Linked DNA regions of Bombyx mori: region 1 is linked to region 2. Evidence: chromatin contacts called from public Hi-C data. All regions are on one chromosome and are shown on one strand. Each heading gives the region's core, a stretch centred on a gene start, on an enhancer-like site or on the middle of the called end of the contact. The rest is flanking DNA. Distances are from core to core; before and after follow the strand shown. Region 1 holds the start of LOC101735520 (alpha-tocopherol transfer protein-like). Region 2 overlaps LOC101742987 (FYVE, RhoGEF and PH domain-containing protein 3).

What was found. A called contact is a pair of places that touch in the nucleus more often than the background predicts.
Region 1: a contact with region 2 is called in a Hi-C map of whole pupa, with 4 times the contacts expected there. The contact joins the promoter of LOC101735520 here to the enhancer-like site in region 2. A contact is called at or near these places in 3 of 7 Hi-C or Micro-C datasets (midgut, posterior silk gland and whole pupa).

What each region holds. Positions count from the first base shown.
Region 1 is chr4:7,305,040-7,309,586 of ASM3026992v2, reverse strand. It overlaps LOC101735520 (alpha-tocopherol transfer protein-like), which reads left to right and starts at 2,268. Exons shown (of 7, transcript XM_038010507.2): 1 at 2,268-2,282; 2 at 2,453-2,572; 3 at 4,181-4,340; 4 at 4,422-4,547. The coding sequence starts at 4,540.
Region 2 is chr4:7,271,818-7,275,910 of ASM3026992v2, reverse strand. It overlaps LOC101742987 (FYVE, RhoGEF and PH domain-containing protein 3), which reads left to right. Exons shown (of 8, transcript XM_038021893.2): 5 at 62-202. Among protein-coding and RNA genes, the nearest start is that of LOC134198753, 8.3 kb to the right of the region's middle. Within about 2 kb of position 1,905, at least 3 of the 8 cell types and tissues checked have open chromatin away from gene starts, as enhancers often do.

The sequences.
Region 1 (4,547 bases), core at 1,019-3,518, 33 kb before region 2:
TCAAGGTTGCGGTTCCAACTATGAAGACATTTATGAAAATCTTCCGAAATCTATTCTCCCCGAGGTATATGGAGGAACTGACGGCAGCGTGCAAGAATTGATAGGTTTTTTTTTTATCCGTAAATATATTTGTTATTGTAAACGAAGCAACACGTTCGATAAGTATTCGAAATCAAAATAAATTTGATCGGCCGGCTTATCGTTTACCAAACAAAAAAAAACCCGTTCCTTTTCAAGGGCACCGAGAGATTGTCGGTGACAATACGGATGACGAAAGCGTGTTTGTAGTAAGTACAGGTAAGTGACATGATCACTACACAAGGGGGTCGCGGGTTCGAATCCCGCCAAGGGAAGATATTTGTATGATAAATATAAATGTCTTTTCCAGAGTTATGGATGTATATTAAATATATGTACGTGTATAATAAAAATCTTACATTTATTTCCGTTATCTGGTACCTGTAACACAAGTTCTTCACGAACTTAGCACGGGACCAGTTAACGTGGCGTGATTGTTATTAAATATTTATTTATTTATTTATTATTTATAAATATTTTAGAAATTTGAGTAAATTTAGGAACTTTAGTAATTTTATTTGTTGCACAGACTACTGGAAAAATAAGGTGGAGAGCTACAGGGACTGGTTTTTACATCAGGAGCGGACTTCCTGAAGAGTTTTAAGTGGACTTGATATTAGTGAATATGATAAAAATAATTACATTTATGACGTTGGTGATGGCCGGAGTTGTTTTAAAAAATATTTATCTTAAAATACTTATTAATAATTAATACTAATTTATTTATTTATCATTTAAATATTCTAGATTAACATTAAGCTAGACATGTAATATAACGGACGGTTTTATGAATTATTTGTTTCAATTTTATTCCTATTTTTTATTGTCTTCGTGGGCCGGTAAGCATACGACCCATCTGATGGTGAATGGTAACCGTCGCTCATCGACATCAGCAATGGTAGAGGCATAGCCATGCATCTGCATACCGCTAAGTACTCTCCGAACGTCTCGTTTGAAGAAGGACATGTCATAGCGCTCAGGAAGCACCGTAGAAGGAAGTCCATTCCAGAGCCGAAAGGTACGCGGTAGAAGATGTTCTGTGTGCTTAGTGCGAGTATTTTAAACGTTCTGGATAGCGTAAAAGTTAACCCAATTTTGTATGCAATTGGAACAGTGCCCCTTACGACAAACGTAGGCAAACGATCCCATTCCATACAAATATGAGCTAACTTTTACGCTATCGAGAACGTTAAAAAATTCGCACTAAGCGCACTGGATATGAACTGTCGATGAACGCAGCGGTACCAGATAGTATTGATGAATTCTGTTTCGGTGGCGGGAGGTGTGATGGTAAAAAGGCGATGCAGGGATGCAGGGAATTTGTTCGAGATGATCCTTCCTATATGAAGTCAAATCGTAGTATCTGGCTTCTCTGGCTCAGAGAGGAAACAGTGTTTCATGCGAGGTTGGACGTGTCCTATGTAAAGAAAGTCTTTATCCAGACGTAAAACATTGCTTTGTCGAGAGCTTCCGGAAATTGAAATGACTGTCACCCAAAGAACTCCAATTATTCCGGAACGTTGCAGAGATACTGCGACTTGGCATTGCGACGCTTATTTTGAAGACACGTCTTTTAATCGATTTTGATTTAAAAGTACCCAGTTTTAATTGTGAGCATAATACGCCACTACGGTTGCCGGCGATCCTAAATGGCACAATCTAAAATACACAAATGCTTCGAGGCAGAGATAGCCTGTGTATCCACTGGTGAGATTATAAATATTGAGGTTATGAGAACATTGTGAAGGTTATTTATTTCATACAGATCACATTTAAGTAAACATTTTGGATATTTCTAAAATTACAACATTATTCCATGTTTCATTAAACCTGCTTGCCTATCAAATTTGAGTCCTACGTACATGTGTGTGTGTGTGTGTGTGTGCGTGTTATTATTTGCTATATTGTTACACACGCAGCTAACCCACTGTTAGATAACATAAATCGCTAGAATTGAGTGTTGCTATTTAGAATTCATAGACCACTTTATATCTGTGCTTCTAATTTATTCGTATAATATTATTACGGTAAACGGTATTGTAGAGACATCTGCAGACCTATTTGTGATTTAAAATTTGTTATCAAATTAAAGTTTTGTACATAATTAAAATGTGTATGTCATTTAAATATTAGATTAGTTTATACAAAGGTGATATAACGTGATTCGATTAACATATGGATAAATGAAAATCTGATTGAAAGAGGTTAGTAAAATATTATTGTTTTCAATTGTTTAAATATTAGTTTTACTATTTAATTTTATACTCCTCTTTACTTATGAGTTACTTAATGTTTTCAATTTATATTTGATCATTTATTATTTTAACTTTTAGCACACAAAATACCTTTCTAATGGAGATACGTCCTTTATCAGATGCTCTTCGTAAGAAAGCGAGGGAAGAGATTAATGAGAATCCAGAAACACTAGTTTCGAATTTCAATGAACTGAGAGAATGGCTAAACGAACACCCGCAACTAAAATCAGAAATAATCTGTAAGTTCATACAATGTTATAGCAAATATTTTTAGTAAAAAAACAGAAGGATTTTTATGCTTGAATAATTTTTTCACGAGGCACTGATAAAACGCGCGATAGACGACGCGTGACTCAATGCTGAAAATCTTTATCTACTAAATCGTCTCTATATCTAAATACAACCAGATAAAACTTGTTTTAAGAATATACTGTACAGAATACTTATTTTACGCATTTTTTAGATAAAACAATCACTATGTATATGAGTACAATTTGTAGTTATCCGTGAAGTTTGAGGGCCAAGGTTAACAACAATATCGTTAACTAGATACATGTTCAGATCGAAATAGCGAATGTTAGAATAGATTGTCTAAAAAAAATAATGTATTGAATTGCTTAGTATAGTGTTCTTTAAATTTTCAAATTTTAAATTAATATTAACGTACCAAGAGAATTGTAATTATTGTTTGCTGCTAGGACTAACTTCTATGTCATTGAAGTTTTAAAATCAGGAGTCAATTTTCTTATATTCGACATTAGTGACATCTATTGAAAAACTATGAAAACTGGTTCAAGCCAATCTTGAAACCGTTTCGCTTAAATTTTGTTATAGTTCCAACCATTTACATAGGTGGCGCTATTTAAATATCTTTATGTGTTCAGATATTTCTGTAGTAACCATAGATAATACAATTACTATTTAAGAGTATTAACTGATTTTAGTTAAGTGAATATCAACGTTTAACCATGCAATTTCATACCATTAAAAACATTTTAGAAGCTTCGGGAGTGCTCGGTATTCATTTTATGGTAATGTAATGGGGATGAGCTCTGTTCGAATGGTGGGTTGGCCGATGTCGAAAAGGTGTTAACGGCATCAACTCTAACAATTATTCTATTCTGTGTGCTTAGTGCGAGTTTTTTAACGTTCTCGATAGCCTAAAAGTTAGTTCATATCATATAATATCAACTTTTACGCTGTCGAGAACGTTAAAAAACTCGCACTGAGTACACAGAACATCTTCTGCCGCGTACCTTCCGACTCTGGAACGAACTCCCCTCTACGGTGCTTCCTGAGCGCTATAACATGTCCTTCTTCCACTAAGCACACTGTTCTAATCGTGATATCTTAAATTATATTTGCTTATCAGTCTGTATTATATATTTATCAGTCTGTATATTGAAAAAGAAAAACATATGAATATAGTTTATTTTCATTCTGAAAATCTGACAGTGTCTCGGAGTGAAGCATCGAAGTGTAAAAACCCAGCAGCTTCCTCAAAAACATGTTCTTCAATTCCATTTTTAATCGTTGCTGAATTGCAAACTATACATGATGTGTAAAAAACTGAACCAGATATCCTGTAACTGGAACCTTAAGCTAAAAAAGTAATGTAGTTCATATTGCACTGAATATACGTGTATATATTATATTCACTAAAATTTGATTTTAGACCATATTATCTTCCTTACAAGTACCCTCAAGATCAATAATAAAATTAATTAAACCACAAAATTATCACAAAATTAACATCAATAATAAAGTTAATTAAATCACAAAATTAATCGCAAGTTGCTTTTTGCACTCTCGAAATCGAAGTCTGCTATAAATTTAATTGATTTCAGCTGACCAATGGTTGGTCGCTTTCCTTCGCGGCAGTAAACATAATTTGGAAAAATGCAAATCAAAAATAGAAAGGTACTACACTTTGAGCACTGCTGCACCAGAATTTTATGCAAACAGAGATCCTTTGGATCCGCAAATACAGGAATTATTAAAATTAGGGTAAGCCAAAGCCAAAGAACATTTCAATTACGTCATCTACAGATCCGCAGAATTGTTTTTATCCAATATCTTTTTTTGTAGTTTGTTTCTGCCGCTAAAGAAATGCGCAAGTGAAGATTCACCTCGAATAGTGATAGTGCGAGTGGGTGAGGTAAATAAAGTGCACGGAAGTTTGTCTGATATTTGTAAAATCGGACTTATGATAGC
Region 2 (4,093 bases), core at 656-3,155:
GAGGTCCTACCACCAGTAATATGTTATGAGTTCAATAATAGATCGATTGGTATTTTTGTAGCATTACCTAAACCTTCTGAACCAAGGTCGACTGCTTCGTCAGAACGAGTTCTACGCTATGGACACGGCTCGGCGCTGGCGACAGCTCATGAGGATATTCCTCTTTGACAAACTCGTTCTCATCACTGCTGTCTATAGGAAGGTACGTTAATTTATTTTATCACCACATCATATACGCCATATGACAAATGTTTTTGAGCAGGCAAAAATAATTAGTAGCACGTATGTTCTCCCGAAAGGAGCTCTATTTTTAACCGACTTCAAAAAAGGAGGAGGTTCTCAATTCGACTGTATGTAATTTTTTTAATGTTTGTTACCTCTATAACTTTTGACTGGGTGAATCGATTTTAATGATTCTTTTTTTATTAGAAAGCTGACGCTTCCCGTGTGGTCCAGTTTTGATAATGGTATCCACGAGAAAACCATATAAGCCTTAAATTTGCATTAAGTACGTGCGCGACAAATAGATGAATAACTCAATAACTCAATATCATGCCAACCGATTTCGATGATTATTGTATTTAGTGTATATATATTAATTTGTTTTGGAATTTCTTTTTTTTTCTATTTGAAGTCGGTTTTTGTTAAAGCATGGCTATTTACAATTATATTTAAGAATATTCATACTAGAAAGATAACATAATGTAAAAATTTACTAGACGATTAATCAATTGAACGAGACAATATTGGGATAGGTCAAAGTGCAGGGTATTATATGTATTACTAGCGACCGGCGCTCGCTTCGCTTCGGAAACATTAAATTTTAGTTGAGTCCCGCGATGTTACCCGCGGTTATTGTCGTACCGCGGGTAACGCCGCGGGGCGAAGCTAGCCTAAAAAAAGTAGCCTAAGTTACTCTTTATATCATCAGCTACCTGTCAGTGAAAGTCCCGTCAAAATCGGTCCAGCCGTTCCAAAGCCGGAACAAACAAACAGACAGTCAGACAAAAATTGTAAAAAATGTTATTTTGGTGTATATAACGTATATATATTCATATGCATGTAGTAAAAAGCAGTTATTTCAATATTACAAACAGATACTGCAATTTTATTTATATGTATAGATAAAAAGGTCTATCTATCGCGCGTTCACTAATAAACCCACAATGAAGGAATATTGTCGTGCAATGTAAATCAATCGCTACGAACGTGAATACTAGTACAATGACCTACTTGACTTACTCGAAGAACTCGTTGAAGAGTTTGAACTGATGCTTAGCCCCTAACAGCAATTATTTGAGTTTCTCGCCAGATCTAATCCGCGGGTAGCGATTCCGATTAATTAGTAGATGCACTAGCAGATTAGCTGTCCTCGACTGTTAGGAATTTTCAGAGACATTCGGGTCTTTGCTAATAAACCCCACTCCCAACAGTCTATCACCAGTCTCTCCTACCATCCCAAAGCTATAATACTCCTTACTGTTGTACAGTAACAATGGGTTCCACTAACAACTTAACACCAGATGGGCTGTGAGCTTGTCTGTCCCCGTCTATAGCTGTAATAGTTTTCCTAACGGCATTTATATCGATAGTTTTGAGAACTTTAGTTTTGAGCTTTAGATTTCATTGCAGGGAGACCGTCATATAACGACAGAAAACTTTAGTTCTCGAACAGTAGTTTCATAACAATATAGGTAACGACTGTTCTTTTCTTTTAACCGCGATAAAATTTGTTTTTACGTTTCAATTTGTTTTCATCGTCAAAATTTATTGTTGTTCCGAAGTTTTGTTTGTTTTTATTTCATTAAAAAAAAAAAAAAAAAAAGCATTGATATTTACGAAGCTCCCGAATAGTTATTCAATGACTCACATGTTGATAACAATAAAATGGTTAGTTTTAATATTTATGCACAATTGGAGCCGACATGGTCGGGCATGATAAGAGTCTATTGTCGTATGAACGTTTATATTGTAAATTTTATATGTAGTTATGACCATTAGAATGTTATTTCCCTAAAAAAAAAGATGAAGGGGGAAATCCTTGTTTAAATATAACGTTTTTTTTTTTAATTCGAATTATAAATTATCTAGAAACGGATGATATAGTGGGATCGGGCATATGTAAATTCAACGAATATAATATCATATTATGAGCAATCATTTGGATTAAGCAATAGTTATTGTGTCGGATTTCGATGGTTTTTTTATCAAGTAACGGGTATTTAGTGGTGGTAGGTCGTATCGTGAAGTTCTGTATATTACTGCCGCGAAGTAATAAGCCATGCCCACTGAGTTTCTCGCCCGGTCTTCTCAGTGGGTCGCGTGTCCGATCCGGTGGTAGATTCAGCGAAGCACTGCTCTTGCTAGGGTCAGTGTTAGCATCAATCCGGTTTGAGCCCCGTGAGCTCACCTACTACGTAAGGTTACGCTGAAGTAGCCTCTCAAGGCTATCAGCTTTGGTAGGAAGACAAAATAAGCCATTGCTTGGGGGTGGTGACAGCCGTTTCTGCCTAGGCATGGACACCTCGTATGAGGTAAGGGCCGGCCCGAAAAAATAGTAATTGAAACAAGGCGGGTGGCAATATTCACGTGATTTCTATGGAGTTCGTTTACCTTTTATTACCTTAAGATCGGGCAGCTCCGAAATCTGCCAAAAATCTACCACACTGTTCCTGTTCACACCGATGCAATTCATCATTCTAATTTGCGTCAGCATTTTTATGACGTCTATAAACTCCGGTGGCTGCAAGAGGGCCTTAGTTAAGAAGTATAACAAAAAAAAAAAAAAAACAGAAAGTTTCATAGCCATAGAAATTACTTAATTGGCATTTATTTACTCTTTATCTCTGATAGAAATGGTGTTTAGTAACGACATGCACTTCATGGTTCATTTGAAGTAGCAGATATGACACAATGAAACATTTAACTGCGACGTCGCGCCACTGCGGCGGCGGCGCGTCGTCGATAGGATGATGACGATTCATATCCTGCGTGCTGTGTGTATTGTTTAAAACAGCCTAGTTACATATAATATGACGTAATAGATTATAGAAATGCTCAATTAATGTCTAAAAAAAAATTATTCCGTAGATGGGCAGACGATATCAAGGTACACATGCCACTCAGTGGTAGCTCATGCAAAAACATTGTGACTGTCGCCATCAAACTTAAGACATGAGTTCTTAATAGCACTGTAATAAAGTTCACTCTGTACGCAGTTCAGAAAACAAACAATCATTGCTTCGCGCCGGAAATAAGTCGAATTGTGGTAAATAGATTCACAATGTACTCTGCCACCAATAATTTAGACGTTCAATCGAATTTGTTTGTATTTTGTTTCACGACACAGCTCGTCTTTGAGTTCTTGAGATCATGGGATGATTAAAATATACATATATCATGGATTCTACTAGATGATGACCGCTTGTTTTTTTTTTTTTTTGATAACGCCATCTTGTGTCTTTAAAGCGGTTAGTTGCCCTCAATTAAGAAAAATAGTATTATTATTCGCCAATAGATGTCGGGAAGAGTTGATTATTGAAAACACGAATAAAACAACATTTTCTGAAAATAAATCGTAGCTAGATCGATTTATCGCCCCCGAAATCCCCTGTATACTAAATTTTATGAAAATCGTTGGAGCCGTTTCCGAGATTCAGATTATATATACACAAGAATTGTTTCTTTAAAGGTATAAGATTCGACAGTTTAATAAGGCAATAGGTGAAATAAAACAATTTTAAAAGAAAAAAACATTACCCTCTGAAGCTTATTTGGTCGAACGGGGAAATCACAACTGGTTTAATCAGAGAACGGAGGCAACTAAGTCGTGCTTATCTTAGCAACTCACGTTTTTCTTAGAATTACCTAAACGAAGGATCCTCCTTTGCTCTAGTAGCGTTAGTTTGTCTTAAGTATTAGCAAAGACTTCTTGGGTTCTAGTAACAGTTGCTACAGATAAGTTTCCATTGTTTGAACAAATTCTAGTCGTTCTAAGAATGCCTTTTCTAGGTTTGTCAATAGCATACCGATACTTGGTAATTGGATAAATAGTTGGGTTACAGATTTTTTTATTTAGACAGATGAACAAATT